6 separate regions of the Mus musculus genome follow, and regions 2, 3, 4, 5 and 6 are each linked to region 1. A link is a contact called in public ChIA-PET, Hi-C, HiChIP or PLAC-seq and promoter capture Hi-C data. All regions are on one chromosome and are shown on one strand. The core of a region is the stretch at or near the end of the contact, and the rest is flanking DNA. Distances in the headings are between cores, read along the strand shown.

Region 1 (4,302 bases), core at 375-2,874:
GGCACAGAGATGGGGGTGACTGAAGCAAGTGTCTCGATCAAGGTATATGTGTCTACATGCAATGCCTGAAAAGACAGGAAAAAGTTCTTCCATCCCCTGGAGCTGGATTTGCAAATGACCCTGAGCTGCCTCTGTGGATGCTAGGAACTGAGCTCTAGTCCTCTGCAGGAACAACATTCATTCTTCACTGATAAGCCACCTCCCCAGCCCCTGAGAGTGCAGTGTGTGTGAGTGTGTGTGTGTGTGTGTGTGTGTGTGTGTGTGTGTGCTGCAGCACACTTGATGTCAGAGGACAACTCTGTGGAGAGGATTCTCTTTTCCCACCTTTATTGAGTTCTGGGAATCGAGTTCAGTGAAGAGCCTTCACTCACAGGTGGCTAGCCCACCCAGACAGTTTTAAGTTGTTCATTTACTTAAAGAAGGAAAGAAAGAGAGAGAGAGAGAGAGAGAGAGAGAGAGAGAGAGAGGGAGGGAGGGAGGGAGGGAGGAAGGAAGGAAGGAAGGAAGGAAGGAAGGAAGGAAGGAAGGAAGGAAGAAGGATCTCAAAGTGTCTCCCATGGAAAGCAAAGTTCTACTTTAGTGCCAGAGGTGAGCAGGACAAGAAAGGACTCCATCCCATCGGGGAAAGACAAGCCACTACATAGTATCCATCCAGTGCTAACAATCATCCTTAAAACACAGCCTTTAATTGGTAACAGGAAAACAAGCAGGAGCAAGAGGGCCAAAGCACACAAGGACAAGAGACTCTGGAGACATGGACCTTTAAAGTGCATCTGGAGCAACAGAGTGAAGACCAGCAGGCCAGGCCAGGCTGAGTTGAGGAGTTAGTAAGGAATTGTAAGAAAGAGATTGGTCAACCTTGAATTTTAGAAAGTGGAGCCGTGGTTAGTTTTGGGTTTTGTTGTTGTTCGTTTTTGTGTTTGTGTCTGCTTGACACTGGCTAGGGTCATCTGGGAAAAGGGTACCTCAATTAAGAAAATAAATGCTTCCTTCAGACTGGCCTGTCAGCAAGTCTACAGAGGACACTCTCTTGATTAATAATTGACATGGGAGGGTCCATACCACTGTGGGAGGTGCCAACCCTGGGCAAGTGGTCCTGGGTGTTGTTAAGTGACTAAGCCAGTAGGCAGCACTCCTTCGAGGCCTCTGTTTCCGCTCTTACCTCCAGGTTCCTGCCCTGGCTTCCCTCCATGATGGCTTGTGATGGGGTGACATAAAGCAAACCCCAAGTTGGTCTTTATCACAGTAACACAAAGCTAAATAGGAGAGAAATGCCTACTGGAGGGGACCAAAGTAGAGACAAAGACACCTGTTAAGAAGTTCTTCAGCTCTTTTAATGGCAGCGTCTTTAATCAAGATGCTGACATAAGAAATGGGGATAAGTGGGGTACCCAGAACATTTGGAAACTGGAATCTAAGAGAGTGGGTGACAGAAAGGCGTCTGCTTGAAACAAAGACCGTGTAAAATAGAAGGGAGAAAGTACACTTAATTTGCTCCTGGGCGCAAATCGCCCCTTCTCCTTAGGTGCTGTATATGAAAAGAGGAGACAGCAGTATAGAGGTGGGGTACCCGCCCACTGAAATCCGGGAACTTTTATTTAAAGTGGGCGGGCGTCAGCGGAGGATGCAACGATGAACACAGGTACTTCCGGTTGTTACGGAAGTGGGACTTCGTCTTCTCCCAAGCTCCTCCCTCAGCGGCCGGGCACAGTGACAGAATGGCCAAGCGGACGGCGCCGCTGCTGCTGCTAACCTTGGCAGTGGGACTCGCGGGGGGTTCCCAGGGCGACCGCGAGCCCGTGTACCGCGACTGCGTGCTCCGATGCGAGGAACGGAACTGTTCGGGAGACGCACTGAAGCACTTCCGCTCCCGCCAGCCAATCTACATGAGCCTAGCTGGTAAGCCCCGCCCACCCGTGAAAGCCCCGCCTGTTCGTCTTGGCTCCGCCTACTGTGCCCTGCTGTTCTGCAACTTAGAACCTCAGTTTCCCTCAGCGTTCTCTCAAGAGTGTTAATGTCAGGAGCCTCCTGAGTGTGTGTGGAGGGGTGGGAAGGTGGGGGGGGGGCTATTGCATCAGCCTACCCCACCTTTCCAGAGGTTTCATGTTATTTATTCAAACCACTACTTTTTAAATACAAAGAAGACCTGAAGTAACCCAGGAAGCAGACCAGGAGCCTGCCCTTCTGGGCTTATAATCCCCAGGCAGGTGAACATTAGCCTTCTCCAAGACAGAATAGTTTGAGACCTAATGGGCCCATAGGTTAAGCACTATACGCATTTGGAAGTGAAAGGGACGGAGTCAGCTTCAGTGGGTGGAGGCAGGGTGTTCAACCACAGAACAATTTAAACAGGATGGAATTGATGTCAACCAACATATTGAGCACCCACGTTGGACGGGTGTCACAGCAGGTCAGCTGGCTTTCACCACAACCCCGTCAGATACTTTCCCTAATCCGCTTTAAAGATGAGAACACTCAGAGAGACTAAGTACCTTGCCCAAGGTCACACCGTCTGTAAAGTGGCAGAGCAGAATTCCCAGATCTGACCTGTTTGACCAACAGCTCCTCCACATTATTATCCGGTTTCCATTCCAGACAGAGGCAACAGAGAGCTTGGAGGTCCTAGGAGGATTTGGGTACATGAAGCATCTTGGTTTACCCAGAGATCAGGGAGCAGGAAGATTAGGGGCAATAAGGAAACAAAGGTACCGGGGAACCTGAGGAGTCTGATGAAAGGTCTGAGCTCGATTTTCACAGGACATAGGAGGGCACCAAAGATCCCTCCCTGGGTTCAGGATGGACAAGTATGAACCTAGGTCTCCAAGAGGGGCCTGCCAGATCCTAAGAGCTTAGATCAAGGGAGAAGAAACTATTCTCTTTGCTCCCACTGATATAATATATTCTCCCCCCCCCCCCGCTGTGTGTGTGTGTGTGTGTGTGTGTGTGTGTGTGTGTGTGCGTGCGTGCTCGAGCGCACACCCACCCTCTCTTCTCTGTCCAACTGGGAAGTAAGATTCTGAGATTTCCGCTGATTCTGTCCAGCCTTCAGGTCCTCTTGGTCTCCATTCGTGCCTGGAGGCTTATGCCTCCCTAAGTCCTCACACAGCTGTAGTCCTGTTTGTCTGTTTCAGGCTGGACCTGTCGGGACGACTGCAAGTATGAGTGTATGTGGTTCACTGTTGGCCTCTACCTTCAGGAGGGCCACAGAGTGCCTCAGTTCCATGGCAAGGTGAGTCGGGGGCTCAGGGATGGTACATGGTGGCCCTTCAGCCCCGAGCTGGTCCATGCCATCCCAGCAGCCTGAGATGCAGTGTCACAGGGTGCGGAGAGATAGGACAGGTACTTGCGCTCAGCATCTCTTCCTTTTCCAAGGGTGCCAGTGTGTCCTGCTTCTGAATTTGGAGGAATAAGGTCTGTGTCCCAAGCCAATTGTGATGGCACACACCTTTAATACCTGCCTCTGGGAGGTAGAGGCCGGTGGCTCTCTGTGAATTTAAGGCCCACCTAATCTGTGCAGCCAAGGCTTCATAGTGAACCCCTCTCTCCAAAAAACAAAACCACAAGCAGAAAGACCCCCTTGCAGTACCCACAGACCCTGACTGAGATGTTCCTGTCCCTGCTTCTCCAGTCAGAGTCTAGATCATCAGAAATACCCTTCAGACCCCCACCACCACCTCGGCTCTGTGCCCACTGTTACCTCATTTTGGCCTGTGGGGTTGCCAGGAACTGGTCACCCTACTTTACCACAAAGCAGCCAGGCGCCCCGAGGACGATGGCAATCAGTTGAAGGGGGATGGGGCCTACATCTGGATGGCAGGTCTGTATGGTTTCACCCCATGTGTCTGCTGTCCCCAGTGTCAGGCTCCCATGGCAGTGGCTGCCTGCCAGCCAGGGAAAGACTCTCATCTTAACCAGGGACTTCTGGAGAGATACCCATTAACTTGAGGGAACTTGAAATCCTGAGCTGAGGAACCAGCTGGAGTGCTGTCAGTGCAGCCGTCATGGAAAGGTGGACCAGGCTGGGTAGGGGCTGCCACTCCTCACCTCCCTGTGCTCCTTTTTCAGTGGCCCTTCTCCCGGTTCCTGTTCATCCAAGAGCCAGCTTCTGCCGTGGCCTCACTCCTCAATGGCCTGGCCAGCCTGGTGATGCTCTGCCGCTATCGCGCCTCTGTGCCAGCCTCCTCCCCCATGTACCATACCTGCATGGCCTTCGCTTGGGTAGGTAGCCTGCCAGGACACTCTGCACCCTGCTATGAGAAGGGGAGCCCTTCCATCCCCAGAGATGGGCATCTAGCAGCCAGC
Region 2 (4,321 bases), core at 68-2,567, 660 kb after region 1:
AGAGGTGCTCTTAATTCATATATTAAGCCATTTCGTTGTTCTACCAGTTCCTAATTTCTCCTAAAATATGTTTGGATTTAAGCACTAAAATTCCAGTCACTGTAATTATTGTTGTTGTTACTTTTTGAGACAGGGTTTCTCAGTATAGATAGCCCTGGCTGTCCTGGAACTCACTCTGTAGACCAGGCTGGCCTTGAACTCAGAAATCTGCCTGCCTCTGCCTCCCAAGTGCTGGGATTAAAGGCATGCGCCACCACGACCGGCTGGCACTGTAATTCTTAAAACTCAGTTTCTCCCCAGACAATATAACATTATTCATTTAATCATCTCATCCTTCTGCCCTATGTTATAGTTAATTATGGCTTTTATTTTATTACTTGGTAATAAAGGCTACATTTATTTTTGTAACTGTGTAGAGCGATCTACCACGTGCCTGGTACTGAGTCTTGATATCCCAAGTGTTGACCTGTGATTTGTGTCGGATACAGAGACCCTTCGACCAAGTGGAATTACATAATAAACCATGGGCAGTTTATTCGAGATTTCTTGGAGCAAGAATGAAAGGATTATTACAATACGCGTCTACAGATGCTAGTGGTGTCTAAACTTGACCATCGGGATAGAGGAGGCTAGGCGGCAGGTGGGTGGGCGCGCGGCCCATTCATAAAACCTAGGATTCCCGGCCTGCTCCTCTGATTGGCCCCCGGGAAAGGGGGCGTACCTTGCGGGTGGAGCGAGCCGTCGGCCCAGGGGAGTGGGAAGATCCACGCTTGGGTGGAGCGAGGGGGCGGTCCCTGGTTTTCTAGGCAGGACTTCCTTTCCCCTTTGCCGCGTTACTCCTCTGTCCCCCGGGGTGGAGATGGTATGTTCCAGCTTCTTCTCATGCCGGCCCCTCTTCCCCTCCCGAAGCGGCGGCGCTGCCGCCATTTTAGTACTTCATGTGGAGGCAAAGTCAAAGCCCGGCCTTGAGGGTGTCCGAGTAGGGAGCCCTTCTTGCCGAGTGCCTCGAGGCTGTCCATCCCCAGTCTTCCTCGTTCCCCCGCGTGAAGCCGGCTGGGTTCCCTTCAGGCCGGGAGAGGAGGAGTGGGCGGGGCAGCTGCAAGCGCCCGGGGACGGGCGGTACCATTCCGACGGGGAGGGGAGAGCCGGGATCCAGTGGGCGGTGCCGCCCGGGGGCGGGGTGAGGATCAGGCTGGCCTGCTCCCCGGGGCGGGGCGGGGCGGGGCGGGCCGGCGCAGCGAGGGCGGGGCGTGGGGCGGACGGAACCACCGGGGCGGGGTGGGGAGGTAACGGGACGGGCGCGACCATGGCTCGGTGAGGCAGCGGGGGTGGGGATCGGTTCGGGGGAGGCCTGGGGCCGCTCGCTGGTGCGCTGTCTCCGCCGCCCCCCCTTTCGCCGCCGCCGCCGCCCCGGGCATGTCGTCCAACTGCACCAGCACCACGGCGGTGGCGGTGGCGCCGCTCAGCGCCAGCAAAACCAAGACCAAGAAGAAGCATTTCGTGTGCCAGAAAGTGAAGCTATTCCGGGCCAGCGAGCCGATTCTCAGCGTCCTGATGTGGGGGGTGAACCACACGGTAACCAGCTTCCCCGTGCGCGCCCCCACTCCCTCCGGCCTCGCCACGCTCGCCCCGCGGGTGACGCCTGCAACCCTTCCGCCGAGCCACTTGCATGCCCGCCCACCCGTGCACGCTGTCCGGCCGGGCGTGCACTCCCCGTTCGCCACGCGAGGCCTGGTGTCCCCGTGCTATGCCGTCGTCGTTTCCCCTTCGCTCCAGCCCCTCTGGCTTCTTGTGTCCGTATGCTGGCTCCGTGCAACCCCGGAGCTTCCGAGGGAAGGCCTGGGTGCTGCAACGACGCTGCTTCTACCCTCAGCGTGTTTGTTGCATGGCTATTCCGCTTGTCTCTTATAGCTGGCTACCACATCATTGCTCAGTTGACAGGGCAAGTGGGACTGGCTTGCCTGAATGTTCCTGTTTGTGGTCCTTTGGGTGGTATGGCTGCTCAAAGTTTCCCATCTTCTAGGCCTCCTTACCCCTGACTGTGGACATCCTCTCTGGGTTTCCTTTTTTTCTTCTTCTTCTTCATGAAGACGTATCAACTGGAGAAGCAGAGACTTCTCCAAACCACAGACACTTGACTTGTGTTCCCATGGATGAAGGATAAGTGCGAGCACAAGGCCCGAGGGAGTGTAGACTTGGTTATGGAAATAATGTATCTTCCTCGTTCTTCTGTGATGTTTCAAAGCCATTGACTTCTCGTATGGTTTTCCAGGGTGTGATAATGGTGATTACTGTCTCAGATGAGTGGTCCTTTGGGTCCTGGGTGCTTTGGGATGGTGCAGCAGCCTCTGCCAAGAAGTTGGATGTGGCCGACGTTAGCTGGTTGGCTCTGTTTATGTGCTGTTTGTTTGGGATCTGCTCTCTTTCGGTGGCTTGCTCTCTGCCTTCTCACCGTTTCTTTGTGAGTCCCTACACTGAGAGCAAACAGAGGAAGTGAAAAGACCTGAGGTGCTGACTCCACCAGCCACAAGTTTAGAATGGGGGTGGGTGGGGGGAGGATAACGGGTCGGGTCTCCTTCGGATTTCATTCTTTAGGCTCCATGACTTTTCTGAACACTTGAAATTGTCTACAAGACCAAACAATGACCCAGGGACCCAGGGTCAGGGAGACTTCATTTTCTCTTGCTTTGGTAGAAGACCTAGAGGGTCCTTTGGCTAGAGATTGAGGGACAGCCACCTACACCAGCGTAGATCTCCACGTCTTAGAGAAGAGCGCATGTGTTTGTGAGGTCCTCTCAGGCCTCTTAGTCTTGGGCACATTCCCCTTTTCCATGGAATCCCTGGGCTTAATGAGTGTCCTGGCCGGGAAGTGGGATGCCCGGACCTCTAAAGGAGCTGGACATCAACAGTGAGCAGAGCTTGCTCCTCTTGCTTCGGGGGTCATCTGACATTCCCAGGGAAACTGGGTCAGCAAATTGTGAACCCTGCATCCCTTTCTGGGAGTCACTCCTTGATTTTGTTTGACATCTGGCCTCTCACTAGAAAGCATCCTGTAGCAAAAGCCTGAAGGTGGGTAACTTCATTTCACTCCGGAGACCGAACAGAGCCTTTGGCTCGGGGGTAGCTTGCCTATGCTTGCCGTGAAGATACAGTTCCTTGTCCAGCACCAAGAGGCTCTGTTGGTTAGTGGCGGTTCTTGAGTGACAGGCCTTTTGTTCCTTTTACTCTCTCAGCCATGACCAAGCATCTCAACTTGAATATATACTGGGGAAAGGTGTGTGTGTGTGCACACGCGCACACTCACTGGGCATGCCGGTTCCTGGGATTGTATATGGTATTTGGATGGTATTTGGTTTTCTCATGGGCAAGCAATAAGTCTGCGAAGACCTGGGCATCTGATGGAAAACTGAGGGCAAGAGAGCATGGTGGTTACTGTTGCCCTTTGCTAACTTGAAGGAAGTTTGGTGGGCTAGCTGGAAAAGCCCTGACTTTCCAGGATCCACAGGGATCTGCATACAGGTGGGAGGAGGACCTGGAGCACCACTGCCCTGTATGGGTGAGCTTTGAAGGTTAGGTAGTTAGTGAGTTAGCTGGCTTGCTTCCTTCTGTTCTACCATAAGGTGTCGAGGTGCCCTGTGAGATATGTGTGCCCAGAAGGCCATAACATCTTGCCGTTTCTCCAGGGCATCAGGGCCCAGTTGCTCCTGGCGGGTGGCTGGCCTCCCTCGAGGGTTCCCTTTCTTCAGAAGTGCCCTGTTACACCTCTTTGCCACTTAAGATTTCAGATACCACCTTCCCTTCAGTCCTTCGGGGTCTCAGTGTTTAAAGCCTTCAGTCATGCTGGTCTAGAGCTAAGATGGCATATTGGATGGGAATGCCCATGTCTTCAGCAAAAGCCAGCTACCTTCTCATGAGCTAGTTGCTTTCTTTACTTCTGAGTGGAAAAGAGAAACCTTTAAAAGAAAAAAAAAGAAAAAAAAAAAGCTGGGCAGTGGTGGCGCACGCCTTTAATCTCAGCACTTGGGAGGCAGAGGCAGGCAGATTTCGGAGTTCGAGGCTAGCCTGGTCTACAAAGTGAGTTCCAGGACAGCCAGGGCTACACAGAGAAACCCTGTCTCGAAAACAAACAGTCAATCAATCAATCAATAAAAAGAACTGGCTTGTTTTTGCTTTGAGAGAGGCATTTGAACTCAGTGTAATTAAGGGAGTCCCTGGATAAGACATTCAGCCCCTTGTGTCCCTCAGTGGAGGCAAAGAGGGTAGAGAGGATGTTAGACCCGACAGAGGAGGACTAGTGAGGAAAGAAAAAGTCACCTGGGGT
Region 3 (4,223 bases), core at 747-3,246, 640 kb before region 1:
CTGGGACCCAGAGCAGGAAGCTTGGGGCTCAAGTCCCAGCATCCGGACTGCAACAATGGAGGATTCGAATATCAGGCAAGAGAGAAGCTCTGTGGTGGTTCAGAGAGCCTGGCTGTCAGAGGAGGGACAATAACCAGAGTCAGGGAGACAGTGAAAGGCAGAACACGCAGAAGGAGTCACTGTCAGGACATCAAAAGAGCGAGAGCGTCTGAGATGGAAGTGGAAGGACTGCAGAAAACCAAACGAAGTCAGAGCAAGAGAAGGAAACTAGTCAGGCTCAAGGAGACCGAGAAAAAGAGAAGTCGGGGCTGTTTGGTGAAACTGGAAGTTGAGAGATACGGCAGGAAATAGCAGACGGACAAGAGAAAGGTTCCAAGAAGAAACGGAGAAAGGTCCACCGACAAGTGGACAAAGGAGAAGGAATAAATGCAAGATCTGTCTGTCTAGCCCTCCTCTCTTCTCAGTCCCATATACCCAAGGGGTCTGCAACTCGGGACCAGCAACCAGCATTTCCCTCCAACCCCCTCAGATGGCACCTGCCAGAAGGAAGGAGCAAGAAACCTGGATGTGCCAACCTGGCAGAAAGAGCCCTGCCTTCTCTTCCTTTGCTTTCTGAGCCTTTGGGGGAAGTCCAAGTCGCATGTTCTTTACCCCAGAGGTTCTTCTGAATTGTATGTCCCACTTCACCCCAGGGTGATGAGTGAAAGGCCCAGCCCCTGGCTCCTCACACCTCTCACCTGAGACTGGGTGTGTGGATCAGGCTCTGGATCAGGAACAGAAAGGAACCGTCCCAACACACACACACACACACACACACACACACACACACACACTGCCTCCCGCTCGAATACACATACCATCCTTATCACACAAACGTGCACAAGCACACCATCCTTATCACCCCCACAGACACTTGCACACACGTATGCACATGCGCATGTACACACACACCATCCTTATCACCCCCCACAGACACATGCACACACGTATGCACATGTGCATGTACACACACACACACACACACACACACACACACACGCACGCACACCTTATCATCGCAGTCATCTAACTCTAGATGACAAATGTAACTGAATCAGGTCATTTAACTTACCTCAGGAGCCAGGCTTACCACTGAGGCCAAGGCCCCTCTTCCCAAAGAAGTACTTAGGAGGTTTGAGATGAAGAGGTGGGGTAGGTTTCCCTCGACCAGTGGCAACTGGTGCTGGGATTAAATGCCAGCATTCTTGGCTGTTTCTAAGCTCTGCCACGTACCTCCCTTCTCCTCAACTCACAGGGGGCATTGACGGGCCTTCCAGGCCAGCCAGAATGGGAACTAAGTTGCAGGGAGGAGGGTGTTTGGGAAATGTGGCCGAGGGAAGGTAGGTGTACCTTACCAGAGGTCTGCAGGCTTTCCTGGATGGCTTCGATTTCCGACAGCTCCGTGCACACGCCTTGCCCGTGCATCAATGTACGCAGGGGCTTCTCCACCCCCCGGGGAGGGTAGCAGCGCATGCCTGAGCCACAGCGTGGGGTGTACACCCCGCAGGGCATCCCCAAGCCCAGGGCGCAAGTGGCGCAACAACCGCAGCCTGGCTCCCGCACCAACTCCTCGCAACCCACGGGGGGGCGGCAGCGCGCCAGCTTCTCCTCGGAGCAAGGGGGGCAGTGGATGGCTTCGTCGCCCAGGCTCGGCCGAGGCCCTGCGGCCAGCAGCAGGGCGGCCACGAGGCCGAAGGGCAGCATGGCGAGGACGAGGGTGGGGCGCAGGAGGGGAGCGCGGGCTCGCGAGCGGGCTGCAAGGGACCCGGAGGCAGCGCCCAGAGAGCTTAGAGAACCAGACCCGGAGGGCGCAGGGACACGGGGCGACCCCGGCAGGCAGAGACGGAGCCGGGGAAGTTAGCAAGCACGCTGGAGCAGAGCGAGCCTGGCCACCGAGGCGCTGCGCTGCATCCTCGGCCGGCCCAGCAGGCGGCGGGGGGCAGGGGGCTGAGCGGCTGCCCGGGACCGGCTCCCGGGACTTTATACCGGCCCCCTGGCCACACCCCCAGCGCCGTCCCCGAGGTGGGAGAGCAGGGGAGGGCGAGGGGGAACTGGAGCAATGGAGCGGGAGAAGAGGCCGTTAGGGGGGAGGGGGCGCTGGCCTGAGTCGCCGCCACCGCTACAACATCTGAAAGTCCTTTGCCCCGCCGAAGAAAGCGACGCAGTTTGGAAGCGGTGGCCTGCGCGCGGAGAGCCTCTGAGCTGGACCCTGAAGAGGAAGCAGGGCGAGGGGAAACGAAGGGGATGTTGCTTTGCCCCCCTCCCTCGACCTCGAAGGAGTCCTTCCCAGACACCTAGGAGATCCTCCTGCTGCCACAGAAAACCTGACCTCATAGCGGATTCAAGATTCTCTTGTTCAGTTCCCATCCCTGGCCAGAGTCCTCCGGTCACCCCCACCCACCCCCCGGGTATGTCCAGTCAACCTCTAGAGACCGCGCTAAAGTGGGACAAGGCGACTAAGCACTCTGTAAAGGGTCCAGGAGAGTTCTGGCCTCAAGGTGCTAATAGGCAGTCTTCTCACTTGCCCCTGAACCCCTGTCGCTTGACCCCCGCCCCTGGTTCCATTTGGGCCTTGCTGCACTCTGCTTCCAGAACTCCAGAACAAAGTGCCAAGCCTCTTCCTCCTTCCTAGATGTTGTTCCCTCTACCGCCCTGCTTAGATTCTGGAAGGAGACTGCCATTGGCTTTGTACAAGATGTGAGTCGAACAACTCCAGGGGGCTCCACTTCATGTACTCATTGTGTGTTTGCATAGTTACTGCAACAGTTTCCCAGTAGATGGCAGTCAAAGATTTCCAGAAAGAGAAGCGGCCTTTTAATTTTCCCGACGCCACTTTGCCCCTGGGTGATAAAGGGATTATTGATAAATATATCCCTTCCCCTCGCAGCAATTCTGTTGGAAACGGGAATTGATCTAGAGTCGCGTTTGGAGGAGAGACCCACCTCCTACCACCTTCTTTTTCATTTCTCCCTACGCCTCCTCATCCTCCCCAACCAAGGAGTTCGCTTCTTGTGTCTGTCCAGGCACAGTCGGAGGACCGAAGGATTTTGCGGGTGGATGGGGTCCGGAAGGGTTGGGCTAAACATCCAAGGAGCAACCAACCTAAAGATTTCCTAGACCTCTTCCGGTTCTTTGTCCCAGAGTCGGGGTCTTTCAGCCTCGGAGGAATTAGGCCACCTCCCACTTTCTGCACCGCAGACTGTTGGCGCGGTTGGAGGGAGAAAGGCACCAAGACCCGGACCTGGAAGACTGATCAAAAAGTTGCGAACTGACGGCACCTACTGGCAACCTCTAAGACTGCAGGAGGGTTGAAGTGATAGGATTCCTTCCCTCAGTCCCATCGCAAGGATAAAGTTGGGTCTCTCCTGTCTCATCTGCCATAGAGAAAAGTGAACAGAACGGGTTCTTGAAGCTCCTGGGGGAAGACAGCGGGTTTTTTGTTTTTGCTTCTGTTTTGTTTTGTTTTTGATTCGGAAGCCAGTCCCTGCCCCCATCCTCGTCCTTAAACCCAGTCAGCCTTATACTTAATGCACCAAGTTGAAGTTGGTGTCTAGCTAAAAGGAAGCCTATGCCACTTCTTGGAGCTCCTGTGGGAACAAGAAGGACCAATAAGGACAGTTCTGAGGCCCAGCACTCAACTTGCCGGCCAGACAGCAAACCCAAGATGAATAGACGCGCGTGCTGATGAAAGTGGGTGTTCTGTAAAGGTCTCTAGATGAGACAGAGGCCCCCATCCTGCAACCCCAACACCTCCTCTGCCCCCAAACCTTCCTCTGGTGTCTCCCCACCCCCACCCCATTCCCGGGAAGTCAGGGCTCAAGCATGACTCTCCACATAAGGTACATTCACTAAGCACTTATTATCCCAGGACTTTTGCCTCAAGAAGAGAGAAGACAAGTGTGTAATGAAAATAAGTTTTCTAAGACATGGGCAGGCGCTCTAGGAGATATTTATATGGGACACATGGGGACCCAGAGGCACTCGAAGCCAGTTCTACCTCTGGGGCATGAGAAATATTCACTGCTGATGTGACCTGAAGCCAAGTTTCCTGTGCTCAAGAATAAAATTAAACTGGTATCAGCATGGTCAGACTAGATGATTATCCAGCCTGTCACTTCGCCCTCATTAGGGATGCTGAAGCTCAGGACCTTCAGGACCTGTCAAGCAAAAGGGACTTTATAAGC
Region 4 (4,450 bases), core at 544-3,043, 520 kb after region 1:
TCCTCCTGCCTCTGCCTCCCAAGTAGTTGGAATGACAGGTTTGCACCCAAGCCTTCCTTCAGCTATTATTTCATCTGCTGTTTGAGTACAAGAATTAAGGTACAGGATAAGGAAGGCAGGGGGCAGGTAGTACTGAAGTATCTGTCCTAATTTAGTAAATGAGATACGAGACAGGTCATCTCAAGGTTACAGCACCACTTGGGGAAGTAAGTATGGCTACAGAAAAAGTCATGTAAAGTGGGTTTTTTTTTTTTTTTTTTTTTTTTTGCTTTTTGGGGGTAGGGTGGGGGTTTGAACCTGGGACCTCACATCTGCTAAGTACATACTAATGCTAATGCTCCCAACATCTAAGAGGTACAGATTTCCAAAAGAAACCTGGAGGAAGATTTAGAAGAGGGAAGTCAGGACTTTGAGGATGCTAGGGGTGGAAACTAGGCTCCAGTGTGTTCTAGGCAAGCATTCTACCGCTAGGCTACTCCAACCCAGGGAAGTCAGGGTATCTGTTATCTACTTTAACTGGTTGTTTGGTTTTCTTGTGTTTCTATGTGGATAGGTGTTTTTCCTGAATATATATGCCTATGTACCTGAGGAGTCTAGGAGGCCTGGACTACAAGAGACCCAGTCTCAAATAATATGTATCATTCTGTTATATCTTTAAGGCCTCCCAGACAGCCTGCCCCACTGCAGGCTTCCATCTGAATCAAGCCCTGCATACTGGATCATGATTTTTGTAATCCCAGCACTGTAACTGGCTCATGCAAGAGTCAGAGGTTTAGGCTAGCCTAGCACTACCCAACAAGACCTTGTCTCAAAGAAAAAGAGAAAAGAAAAAGACACAGAATCTGTAAATAAATGAGAATTTAATATTAAGGGCTTTGGGGGTGGGGTGGTTGAGCCAGATTCTCAAGTAGCTTAGGCTGGTTTAGCCTCCTGCCTCCATCGGGAAATGCCATCACACCAGGCATCTAACAACTTTTTAATGAAAAGCTCTTGTGACAGATCCTGTTGGCCCAGGGGAAGAGTGAATCGGAAACTGCCTTAAAACTGAGTGTAGGGATGGAGAGATGGCTCAGTGGTTAAGAGCACTGACTGCTCTTCCAGAGGTCCTGAGTTCAATTCCCAGCACCCACATGGTGGCTCATAACCATCTGTGATGAGAACTGATGCCCTCTTCTGGGTGTCTGAAGACAGCAAAAGTGGACTCCTAAACGTAAAGTAAATAAAATCTTTTTTTTAAAACCTGAGTGTAAAAAAACGTAGTGGAGCGTATAACTCCTCCAAGTTTGAGATCTCCATTTACAGCCTCCCCACTTACCCTACCATAAGAGCTCCCGTTTCTCCCGTTCAGCAACTTGGTGTCTAAAATGGAGGTAGCACGGGCTTTTAAGGGCCTCACTCCGAATAACATCCCTGAACAGGAGGGCACCATGGGAGCCTCTGCTTAGTATTCATGAGAGGGCGTGGCCTGCTTGGGGGCGTTTCCCGAGAAGGTTCTGGGTATTCATAAGGGAAAGACTGAAGAGCCGAGGTTTCTTTCTATTCGCGAGGGGGTGGGGCCTCCTCCCGTGCGTGGACTCCTGGGAGTGCTCCGAGCGATTCAAGAGAGGAGGCAAAAGAGCCGAGGATCCCGGCGTCTCATCCTTTCTTGAGAGGGTGAGGCTCCGCCCGCAGGGTTCCCGGGAGATCTCTGAATATTCATGAGGGGAGGGGCAGAGGAGGCGAGGCTGCTCGATATTCATGAGGGGGCGGAGCCTCCTCCCGCTGGGGCTCCTGGGAGAATTCTAAAATCTACTTGAGGCGACGGGGGCGCCCGAGAGCTGAGGACGCAGCTCCGGGGCGGAGCGGAGAGAGCGGAGCAGGATCCGCCCCCATTATCTGGCGGGAAAAGCCTGAGGAGATTTTTTTTTTTAATTTTTTATTTATTTTTATTTTTAAGTATTTGTGAAATCTGAGGATGGTGGGACGAGACGACTAAATCCCACTTTCCTGTGATACTGTAGCCGGAAAAACTGTCGAAATCTGTGGTAACAAGTGTTTTATATTCCCCAGTACTTCCGGTAGAAATAATTGCGTGTTTTTCAGCAGGTCCTATTTGATTTTTATGCGGGCCAGTTTCTGCTCTGGTTCCCTAGGTGACCTCTTTGGCGGTGTTTAGCGCTGGCAAAGGAACGTTAAGACAAAGCGCGGTGACTTGCTGGGGTATTTTTTCCCCTCCGGAAGAGGGTGTGGGGGCAGGGACGAGGTCGGCGCCCTTAGACCCGCCCCGTTCTCGGTGCGTGGGCGGGGCAGTGCTGCCTGTCACCGGCTCCTCGGAGGCCGAGGCAGGAGGCTCGAGAGTTCCACGCCCGCCGGGGAGCCACAAGGGAAAAACTGTATCCCATTGTCACAGGGCTTGTGCGCTTCGTACCTTCAGGCTAAGGGGAAAGCAGGAAGAGTTTGGTAGGAAATAGGTACTGTTTCCACAAAATCCTGCGCTCCTCCACCCCTAAAATAGGTCTGAGGGAGGAAAGGGAGACTTAAATGTTGGGGTTTTGTTTTCTTTTGTTTTGTTGGCTTTTTGTTTGTTTGTTAGTTTGTTTCCACTACAGTGTTTCTTTGTGAAACCACCCCAGCTGCTGTGGGACTTGCACTGTTAGACTCCCACAGACCAGGCTGACCTCGAACTCAGCCTTTGTCTCCCTTGTTGCTGGGACTATAGCTGTTCGCCAGTTGAGTCTAAGTTTTGAAATAACTGGGATCAGTTGGTTTTTGTTTTTTTTCTCTCAGAGATTTAAGTGAAAAATTATACATACACGTTATGTCTATACCCTTAATAGGTGATAAAGACCCCTGGGAGGAGGTTGTTTAGCCCCACACTAGTCTGACTAGGATGGAAGTTTCTGGAAGAAAAAGCAAATTTATGTTTTATTATAGTAAAAATACTTGAAAATTCTGTAGTAAGCATGGCAGTGGTGTTGCACGCCCTTAATCTCAACACTTGGTAGGCAGAGGCAGATGGATCTGTGTGACTGGATCTCTGTGAGGCCAGCCTGGTCTACTGAGTGAGTCCCAGGACAGCCAGCATTATTACACAGAGAAAATAAGGAAAAAAAAAAAGGTAAGAAAGAAAGAGAACAAAAGAAAAATTAAAATTAATAACAACCTTTTTAATTAAGTCAATCAGAATTCTTCCACTTGGAATTACATGAGGATATTAAAATACATATTCTTGTAGAAATACATGTATTGGCATTGAATTAAATTGTAATAAGATTACAAAATAGTATGAGTCCTTACTTTTTTGTCGAAAATGAATACATAAATACAATTTTCACAGTAATATAAACACCAAAATACATGAGTGAATTTAGTTTTCTTTCACTTAGCTGTGTTTTATAAAAATAAACATATTGTGTAAAGGTAGCCATTTTCACAATTACTAATCTGAAATTTCACTGAAATCTGAAGTAAAGCGCAACTATAGTCATTTGTTTGTTTGGTTTTTGAGACAGGATTTCTCTGGGTAGTCCTTGGTGTTCTGGAAATAGTTTTGTAGATCAGGCTAGCTTCAGACCCAGAGATCTGCCTGCCTCTGCCTCCCACCACCACCCTGCTTCACAATTTTTTGTTGTTGTTGTTTTGGGGTTTTTTATTTGTTGTTGTTGTTTTTGTTTTTCGAGACAGGGTTTCTCTGTATAGCCCTGGCTGTCCTGGAACTCACTTTGTAGTCCAGGCTAGCCTCGAACTCAGAAATGAGCCTGCCTCTACCTCCGGAGTGCTGGGATGAATGTTTTCAAATGTGTAACAATTTTGACTTGTTGTAAACTAAGATGTAACATAACAAGATAGATAAGTATCAATGTGGTTTTTAAGTTACTTTGTATAGAAAAAAAACAATATTTTTTTCAGCTATATTGTAACTCTTTGGTGGAATGTCTTTCTTGCCTCCAGTTCCTTCAGAGACCTTAGACTGGAGTTCCAAAACAAAGGGTACGGTTTTTTAACTAGAAGAGTAGACTAATACAAAGTCACTGCGTAATGCTTACTTTGCCTTTAAAGTGTTATTGTTTAGTATAAGCAAATAATCAATGATTTTAATATCATATTTAACAAATTCCCTTTAGGAAGTGACTGTAAAATCAAGCCCTGTAAACCCTTCCTAAGACTTATCTGTAACTGTTATTAACAAAAACTGGAAAGGAAGGAATTGTATTATTCACCTCTTATTTGACAGTATAAATTTAATTTTAAGTGAGATACAGTGGTAATTTACCTTTAATCCCAGTACTTGGAAGACTGAAGCAGGACCCACATAGTTAGCTCTTTTCCCAGATCTCCTACAAAATAATTTGATGTGAATAGAAATTTCCAAAACTTCAATGTCACTGCTTTTTTTTTTTTTTTTTTCCAAGACCGGGTTTCTCTGTATAGCTCTGGCTGTCCTGGAACTCACTCTGTAGACCAGGCTGGC
Region 5 (3,870 bases), core at 1,369-3,868, 750 kb before region 1:
TACAATTAAATGCTTTCTTATATAAGTTACCTTGGTCTTGCCATCTGTTCACAGGAATAAAAAACTAAATACAACAAATTATACATGCCCCCCCCAAAAACCCTTGTAAATGAATATTTATAGCAACAATACTCATGATAACTAAATAGTAGAAACAATCCAAATAGCCAACTAATAGTAGATAAAACAAATGTGGTATATCCACACAATGGAATATTATTCAGCCACAGAAAGGAGTGGAGAGTTGAAACATACTCCATATAGATGAACCTAATTAAAAGAAGATAGATATGAAGGTAACATTGTGTCTATTTATGTGCATTAATCAACAGAAGCAAATCTACAGAAAGAAAGTAGGTCTGCGGCTCAGAGCAGTTATGTGCACAGGTGGAAAGGACATGGGAATCATCGGAAATAATGGCTGAGGAGATCTGACTAAAAATGATTCAAAGTTTACCGTGGCGAATAAACGCCGTGACTATATAAACACCACAGAAATGTCTACTTTAAAAGAGGAAATGTGGGGACGGGAGAGATGGCGCAACAGTTAAGGACACTTGATGCTCTTGCTGAGGATCCAGGCTCAGTTCCCAGCACCCACACATCAGCTCACAAGGCCTGTAACTCCAGTTCCAGAGGATCTGACGCCGTCTTCTGACCTCCACGGGCTGTAGGCACACAGGTGGTACACAGAAAGGCACTCAGGCAAATGCTCATACACATAAAATAAAAATCAATGAATCGTTTTCAAAGGTGAATTTAGATATGAACTATAGCTAACTAGAGCTGTTGTCTTTTAAAAGAAAGGAAGGAAACACAGATGAATTCCTTTCTTTCAACCTTCCATTACCTGTCAGTATAACCTCATGGCCAATTCTCTCCAGAAGCTAGAGGGAAAGTCGTCCGGGAAATGTAGTCCCTGTATGCAGAGCAGAGCAAGGGTATCAAGTGAGTGCCTAAAGGGTTATGTTGTCATGGCAACTGTTTTAACTATTTATTTATCTTATGTATATGAGTACACTGTCACTCTCTTCAGACACACCAGAAGAGGGCATCGGGTCCCATTACAGATGGTTGTGAGCCAACGCGTGGTTGCTGGGGATTGAACTCAGGACCTCTGGAGGAGCAGTCAGTGCTCTTACCCACTGAGCCATCTCTCCAGCCCCCTGTTTTTAACTAGTTAATACAGAAGAAGGGCTAAGTCATTCTGAGCTCTGTGTCGGGTCCTGTCGCTCACTGAATTGTCTACAATCAGTGGCTAGAGATAAAAAAATTTACAGGTGTCTCTCCTGGAAATGGAACATTTAGATATTTGCTCTAGAACTCAATGGCCACCCACAGTCCCCACATGATCTCTATGCTTGTTTTAAACCCACTCCTTGGACTGGGGAGGTGGCTTAGTAGCTAACAGAGAATTGCCCCACAAACACGAGGAACTGAGTCCAAATCCCAGAACCCTCATAAGCAGCTTGGCAGTAGCATGAGCATTCGTCATCCTAGCAGTCCCCCAAGGAGATGGGAAGCAGAGACAAGAGACCACGCACCCAGAAGGCCAGCTCACCTTAGTATAGAATGGGGCACTCAATAAAGACGTGATACCTGCAACAGAATGGAAGTAGGCTGACACCTGACATTGTCTCTGATCTTCACACGTGCAATGGCATAAAATCCCCACATTCACGCATACGATCGCACACATACACGTGTGTACACACACCATACACACCACACAGGCACAACAATTAAAAATGCCAATAAATATATCAATCAGTTTCCCTGTGGGGGAAAATGGGTGTGGTCACAAAGAATAAAAAAAGTAAAATAAAAATAGGCCAGGCATGGTGGCATATGTCTTTAATACCAGCACTCGGGAGGCAGATGCAGGTAGATCTCCATGGGTTCGAGGCTAGCTAGGTCCACAGAACAAGTTCTAGGACAATCATGGCACTGACAAAAATAAAATAAAATAAAATAAAATAAAATAAAATAAAATAAATAAATAAATAAATAAATAAATAAATAAAATCTCTTCTTGGGGAACCAGTTTGGATAATGACTTAGACTTGATGTCCTCTCGGTTAGTAGAGAAAGCCGAGGGGCTCCAGGCACCCTCATATCTAGCATCTAGGTCCTGTGATGTTTAGCTTAAGTACTAAAAATAAACACTCAAACTTTCACTTCGTGGTTGTGTCACTGAAGCCTTGCTGGCCGGACCGTTCAACAGACCTCACCCTGGCTGCGCAGGTGTATGTCGGGGCTGCCTGGCGGCTGCTGGGACAATAGCCACTGATCAAGTTCATACTGAAAGGGAGACTTTTATTCAAAACCAAGAGAAGGATGCAAGTACACCTCTGACTCCCGAGCCTCAGCCTATCTCACCCCACAGCAGCCACCCAGGCGTGCTTGGCACTCACAGATGTAAGCAGCTCCTCCCTGAGTCTCTACAAGGCACTACTACCAGGGGCTTTCTGAAGGCAAACGACTCAGTGATTCAGGATCCTATGACAGCCGAATGTGGTTATCACATACCTTGTGGCCCAGGAAGACTCTGAGGGGTGGGACAGGAGTGGGAGGGGCTCTGGAACAACTTAAAAGGGGCTCTTACCACTTCCTCCCTGCCAGAGAGGGCTAGCTGGAGAGAGACAAGAACCAAAAGCACAGCCTTCCTGTGTGATTTCTACAGCCCCCAGAGCACCATGGACCCAGGTAAGTAAGCTTTCTCTTAAGAGAAGTCAAAACTTCTGACACAAAGCCAGACTCTAGGGCAATGAACATGCATGGGGGATAGGGGTCATGGGGGGGGGGGGGAGTTTCCAGAGCAATCAGGGCAGTTGGTGTGAACTGGTGGCTGCTTTCAGAGAATGCCATCCCGTTGGATGAGGCATTGGAGAGAGGATGTACCTGCTCTTTCAGACCCAGGGGAAGGAACAGCTGTGGATGCCAAGACAGACACAGGCATAAAGTTGGGTCCTCTCAAGCAGCAGGCAATGAACAGCCTGGTAGACTGACCTTGATGCCTGGATAGAACACGTTCTCAGCTGGTAGGGATGGGTGATGTTCTCTGGCACCTCTGGGGACTAAGAAAATTCTCTTTAGAGAGTTCAGGACACCCTGCTCCCACTCTGGGTCCCTCCTTTCTGTCCTGTTAAACCAGGATTTGAATCTCCTTGCTCACGAGAAGAGTGAAACTGATGGAAACTGTGCTGTGCATAGTGCAATACAAATACTAGCTGCCACCTCTGCCTCTTGTTGTCTCTGCCTGTCATCTGTCTGTCTGTCTCTGTCTGTCTTCCTCCCTCCCTTCCTCCCTCCTACACATCCCAGGTTTTGTGCCTCTTGCAGGTTAAAGGGTGAATGACTAACATAAAATTGAGTGGCCCAGGGGGCACTCCACGTAGAGAAACTGTAGCCAGCACAGCACAGCCCCTAAAACAAAGCCCACACACCACAGCCCTCTCTATAACAAGCTATTCTACCAGGCAAGCCTCAGTGTCTACTATAGCAAAGTGCCAAGGGGAGTCCAGCTCCAGACACCCCAGTTACACATCTTAAATCTCGGCTGCAGAGTCAGACTCGGCTGGGGCTGGAGGGGCCAAGTTCCTAGAGTTCCGCTCACCAGCCTCAAAGCCACAAGGGGTTGACTTTAAAAAGTGAAGGTTCCCTGGTGCTGTCCTCACACCCCCTCCAAGCCACACCACAGCCAGCAGCATCTTTATCTGTCTCTCCTGCCCAGCGTGCATTGCACCCTAGATCTAGATCCAGCTGTGGAAGGTATATAGTGGGGTCCACCTCTGCTGGCTATGAACTCATGGGAAGCAGGATTTTGTTCTTACACCTCTGCCTCTCAGATGTTTTGGGTGTAAGTAAAAA
Region 6 (3,896 bases), core at 174-2,673, 630 kb after region 1:
CCCGAACCACCGGCTGAATTTGTTTTGTTTTTCAAGACAGGGTTTCTCTGTGTAGCCCTGGGTGTCCTGGAACTTACTTTGTAGACCAAGCTGGCCTCAAACTCAGAAATCCACCTGCCTCTGCCTCCCGAGTGCTGGAATTAAAGGCATGTGCCACCACGACCAGCTCGGAGCCAGTGTTCTTAATGGCTGAGCCATCACTCCAGTTCTTTAATTCTAACAACTCAAAAATAAAAACACAAGGGCTGGCGAGATGGCTTGGTGGGTAAGACAACTGACTGCTCTTCAAAAGGTCCTGGTGGCCGGGGGTGGGTGTGGGGGGGTGGGTGGTGGCACACGCCTTTAATCCCAGCACTCAGGAGGCAGAGGCAGGCAGATTTCTGAGTTCGAGGCCAGCCTGGTCTACAGAGTGAGTTCCAGGACAGCCAGGGCTACACAGAGAAACCCTGTCTCTGAAAAACCAAAATAAAAAAGGTCCTGGTGACTCACAAACTCATCCATAATGAGAACTGATACCCTCTTCTGTTGTGTCTAAAGACAGCAACAATGTACTTATTTATATATAAATCTTTTCTTCTTCTTCTTCTTTTCTTTTCTTTCTTTCTTTCTTTCTTTCTTTTTTTTTTTTTTTTTTTTGAGACAAGGTTTCTCTGTGTAGCTCTGACTGTCCTTGGAACTCACTCTGTAGACCAGGCTGGCCTTGAACTCAGAAATCTGCCTGCCTCTGCCTCCCAAGTGCTGGGACCAAAGGCGTGTGCCACTACTGACAGGCCCATAAATAAATCTTAAAAAATAAAAATAAAGACACAAGCTGGCTATAGTTTAGCAAGTCTGTAATTCCAGCATTCTGGTGACAGAAGCAAGTGGTATAGATCTGAGTTCAAGGCCAGCCTGATCTACACTGTCCCCAGATAGCCAGGGTTTTACATAGAAAGACACTGTCTAGGAAACAAAAATAAATAAAATAATAAAAATAGGTATTTCCAGACCAGAATGATCTCAAACTTTGTGCCAGAGCTGGCCAGTTTCCATCTACCAAGCGTGGGAGATGACTGGGGGTGTGCCATGACATCTGGCTTTTGGGATTTTGTTTGATAGCATCTATTTCTATAAAACATGCCGGGAATGAGGGAGCTGGCCGAAAAGCTGGTTTGGAAACCCTGGTGTAGCGGTGAGATGGGGAGGCGGCCTAAGTTGGCAGATACTGAGGTCTTACACTGTCTCGCTTCTACGGCAGAGCCCTGATGCGTTGCCAAGGCAACAGAACCCGCCTATGGCTTTTCAACAGTTGGGGCCAGGGGCTTACGTGAGGCAACCAAAAAGAGGCCACCAAAACTGACGGAGGGTAGAAAGTACTTGCGACTCTAGGTTCACGTAGACTTAGCGCTCATACCAAACGTCATCGAGCCGAGACGCTGACGCAGTCATATGACACCACCCCGGAAGTGCGAGCTAGAGCGGGCGGGGAAAAGGGCAGCTGGTTCCTGTAGGGATTAGGTCCCGAGAGGCCGTCTCTGAACTGTTTCCCTAGGTTTCCTCTCTGCCTTCGCTGAATCTTTCAGGTCCACAGACTGAAGAACCGTCTCCACCATCATGGGAGGCGGAGACCTGGTAAGTGCTAGAGGCCTGGGCAGCGACGACTGAGCCCGAGACCCACAGGCGCCGGGGTGGGGTGAAAGTCGGGGGTAGCAGTCGGTAACCCTGGTAATGAAGTCTTGATTTCAGCACAAGGGGGTGATAAACATGGAGAGGGAGCGGATGGTGAAGCCCACAGAGGGACTGAGATGAGCCTCGGGAAGATGTGCGGCGAGGAATGTTTGCTGTTGTCAGGATTTGCTGATTCGGGGGCTTCCCGGGGGCTCCCAGGAAGTCTAAGGTTAGGGAAGGGACAGTTGAACTCATGGTATGGAAGGAGGTAGATCTTGGGCACGTAGACTTTATTTTGTGTATGTTATCTTCGGACATAGCCTCCCCTGCTCCCCCTTTTTTAGCTAGGAGTTCACAGTTGTATCCTGGACCTGGACTGTTGAAAGGGTGGGCTTCAGTCATTTCCCATCCTGAGCTGTGCCGTTTAGAGGCGTCCATTTCAAATCTTTTCCATCTTTGTTTCCTTCCTTACATCAGTGTTTTGCTTTGATGTGTAGTGAGGAGGCAGCTTTCTTCGGTATCGGTAACACTTTTTTTTTTTTTATGTTAAGTGGCAATTGCTCTTAAGTCCTGTAGTTCGTTTGTGGGGAAGGAATGCCTTAAATAAGGCAGAAATATCCAAGAAGCAGAGAGCTAGATTAGGACACTATTGATCTTCTCAAAGTGAAGGTAATTGAATCAATAAGTACATCAGTTTGGGTATCTGTCCACTAAGCTGAATTTGCCGGGTGTCCTTAATTGGATCAAGTTGCAGGGCTCCATCAAAGTTAGTCTAGTTTAGTATGTGCTTCATGTAACTGTCTATTATGGACAGTGCATTAGTTTACTTCTGTAATAAAACCAAGATCAAAAGCAACTGTCGGAGGAGAAGGCTTCTTGCATCTTACAGGTTATAGCCCATCATTAAGGCAGCTCAAGTTGTAACCCAGAGGCAGGAACTGAAGTAGAAACCATGGAGGGATGCTGCTTACTGGCTTGCTTCTCTTGCCTTACTCAGCTTCCCTTGTTTACACAGGTAGACCACCTACCTAGGGATGGCTCCACCCACAGTGGGCTGGGCCTTCCTCTCTCAGGTCATACTCAAGAACACACACTCACAGACATTCCCACAATCTGATGGAGGCAGTGCCTCAACTGAAGCTGACAACCCAGACTTGCCATCCTTGCCAGGAGACCTGTAATCTGGGTGATTCTGTTGCCTGTGTGGTGGAGTTGTCCTGTAACTTGTATATTCAGCAGCGTCTAGCCACAGGGTGCCCTTAGCACTCTCATGCAATGGTGACATCTGCAAATTTCTCCAGACCCTGGTTGCCATTGGTGCCTTGGGATGGAAAGGAAAATCTATGTAGGACAAAGTAAGGGCGAGTGTGTTTGTGGTGGTGGAGGTGGTGAAGGCAGTCCTGGTCAGTTTGAAGGCAGTCTGGGCTAAGTAGCAAGGCCCTGGTTGCGTGTATACGTACATGCACACACATTACACACACATCTGTGTTTTTGCTGACTGTGTGCTTTGCATCTGCAAGGCACTTTGTGTATTTAGTCTTCTTAGCTGGTCTCCCATTTTGCACCTCTCTGGTTGCCGGGAGGTTGGTAATAAATAATTAATTTATACCTTTCCAATCCATTCTTCACGTGATAGCCAGTGGTACCTCTCGCCTACACTGTGCCAGTTCTTGGTTTCTGCCACCAACAGGGTGGAGTGCAGGCCCTTCGCATGCCTGTAAAGGGTTTGATCAGCTCCCTTCTCAGCTGGCTTTCTCTGACACCCCCTTCTCCATCAGCTTGCCCTCCACCTCCAGCCACGCTGTGGCTGTGAGCGCCGTTTCAGCTTATGGTGCTTCCCACGTCGCCAGCTTTATTCCAGCTATCCTTAGAGGCTGCCTCCTCGGGGAAACTTCTAGGATTACAGCTTGAAGCAAAGCAGAGTGAGGAGAGAGGAGAGACCCTCATTGAGGGTGAAGGGGAAGAAACAAGGAGAGATTCCTGGGAGGGAGAGGGCTAGATTTGTGGTAAGGATGCAGGTTTGAGCACAGCACATAAGGGGACTCAATACAAAGAGAGCTGTTTGCAGAAGAGTGAGCACCCTGTCCTAGTGAATTCTGTTGCCTTTCAAAGTAAGACAGCTTCCGCTTTGTCCTTCCCCCGCCTTGCTTTTATCAACTTGCATTTTAGGCATGGCGAGTGGAGTCTAAGGTTGAAACTGTTTGATGGGACGTCAGAAAAGACCTGTTCCATCCTCGAACTGTAAGGAC

What was found. Promoter capture Hi-C pulls out the DNA fragments that hold promoters and counts their contacts. A called contact is a pair of places that touch in the nucleus more often than the background predicts. ChIA-PET counts read pairs in DNA pulled down with a chosen protein or histone mark. HiChIP or PLAC-seq counts read pairs in DNA pulled down with a chosen protein or histone mark.
Region 2: a contact with region 1 is called in a FOXA1 HiChIP or PLAC-seq map of pancreatic cancer cells. The contact joins the promoter of Pip4k2b here to the promoter of Pgap3 in region 1. A contact is called at or near these places in 1 of 39 promoter capture datasets (neural stem cells) and 3 of 115 datasets of contacts at active chromatin or transcription factors (cardiomyocytes, pancreatic cancer cells and stem cell-derived neural progenitor cells).
Region 3: a contact with region 1 is called in a promoter capture Hi-C map of liver, with 4 times the contacts expected there. The contact joins the promoter of Igfbp4 here to the promoter of Pgap3 in region 1. A contact is called at or near these places in 2 of 39 promoter capture datasets (liver and pre-B cells).
Region 4: a contact with region 1 is called in a promoter capture Hi-C map of pre-B cells, with 3 times the contacts expected there. The contact joins the promoter of Fbxo47 here to the promoter of Pgap3 in region 1. A contact is called at or near these places in 3 of 39 promoter capture datasets (liver and pre-B cells) and 1 of 115 datasets of contacts at active chromatin or transcription factors (pancreatic cancer cells).
Region 5: a contact with region 1 is called in an RNA polymerase II ChIA-PET map of memory CD8 T cells, with 7 read pairs. The contact joins the promoter of Ccr7 here to the promoter of Pgap3 in region 1. A contact is called at or near these places in 2 of 115 datasets of contacts at active chromatin or transcription factors (memory CD8 T cells and pancreatic cancer cells).
Region 6: a contact with region 1 is called in a Hi-C map of CD4 T cells, with 5 times the contacts expected there. The contact joins the promoter of Cwc25 here to the promoter of Pgap3 in region 1. A contact is called at or near these places in 1 of 484 Hi-C or Micro-C datasets (CD4 T cells) and 1 of 115 datasets of contacts at active chromatin or transcription factors (pancreatic cancer cells).

Annotation. Positions count from the first base shown.
Region 1 is chr11:98,397,812-98,402,113 of GRCm38.p6, reverse strand. Pgap3 (post-GPI attachment to proteins 3) reads left to right here and starts at 1,624. Exons shown (of 8, transcript NM_001033537.2): 1 at 1,624-1,899; 2 at 3,132-3,229; 3 at 4,066-4,218. The coding sequence starts at 1,719.
Region 2 is chr11:97,741,700-97,746,020 of GRCm38.p6, reverse strand. Pip4k2b (phosphatidylinositol-5-phosphate 4-kinase, type II, beta) reads left to right here and starts at 1,317. Exons shown (of 10, transcript NM_054051.1): 1 at 1,317-1,575. The coding sequence starts at 1,417. Cwc25 (CWC25 spliceosome-associated protein) reads left to right here. Exons shown (of 10, transcript NM_026186.4): 10 at 1-551. It overlaps Mir8102 (microRNA 8102), which reads right to left and starts at 1,124; the gene lies at 986-1,124.
Region 3 is chr11:99,039,017-99,043,239 of GRCm38.p6, reverse strand. It overlaps Igfbp4 (insulin-like growth factor binding protein 4), which reads right to left and starts at 1,996. Exons shown (of 4, transcript NM_010517.4): 1 at 1,395-1,996. The coding sequence starts at 1,743.
Region 4 is chr11:97,881,497-97,885,946 of GRCm38.p6, reverse strand. It overlaps Fbxo47 (F-box protein 47), which reads left to right and starts at 1,793. Exons shown (of 11, transcript NM_001081435.1): 1 at 1,793-2,024.
Region 5 is chr11:99,153,825-99,157,694 of GRCm38.p6, reverse strand. Ccr7 (chemokine (C-C motif) receptor 7) reads left to right here and starts at 2,618. Exons shown (of 3, transcript NM_007719.2): 1 at 2,618-2,706. The coding sequence starts at 2,697.
Region 6 is chr11:97,764,140-97,768,035 of GRCm38.p6, reverse strand. It overlaps Cwc25 (CWC25 spliceosome-associated protein), which reads left to right and starts at 1,423. Exons shown (of 10, transcript NM_026186.4): 1 at 1,423-1,611. The coding sequence starts at 1,594. It also overlaps the pseudogene Atp5l2-ps.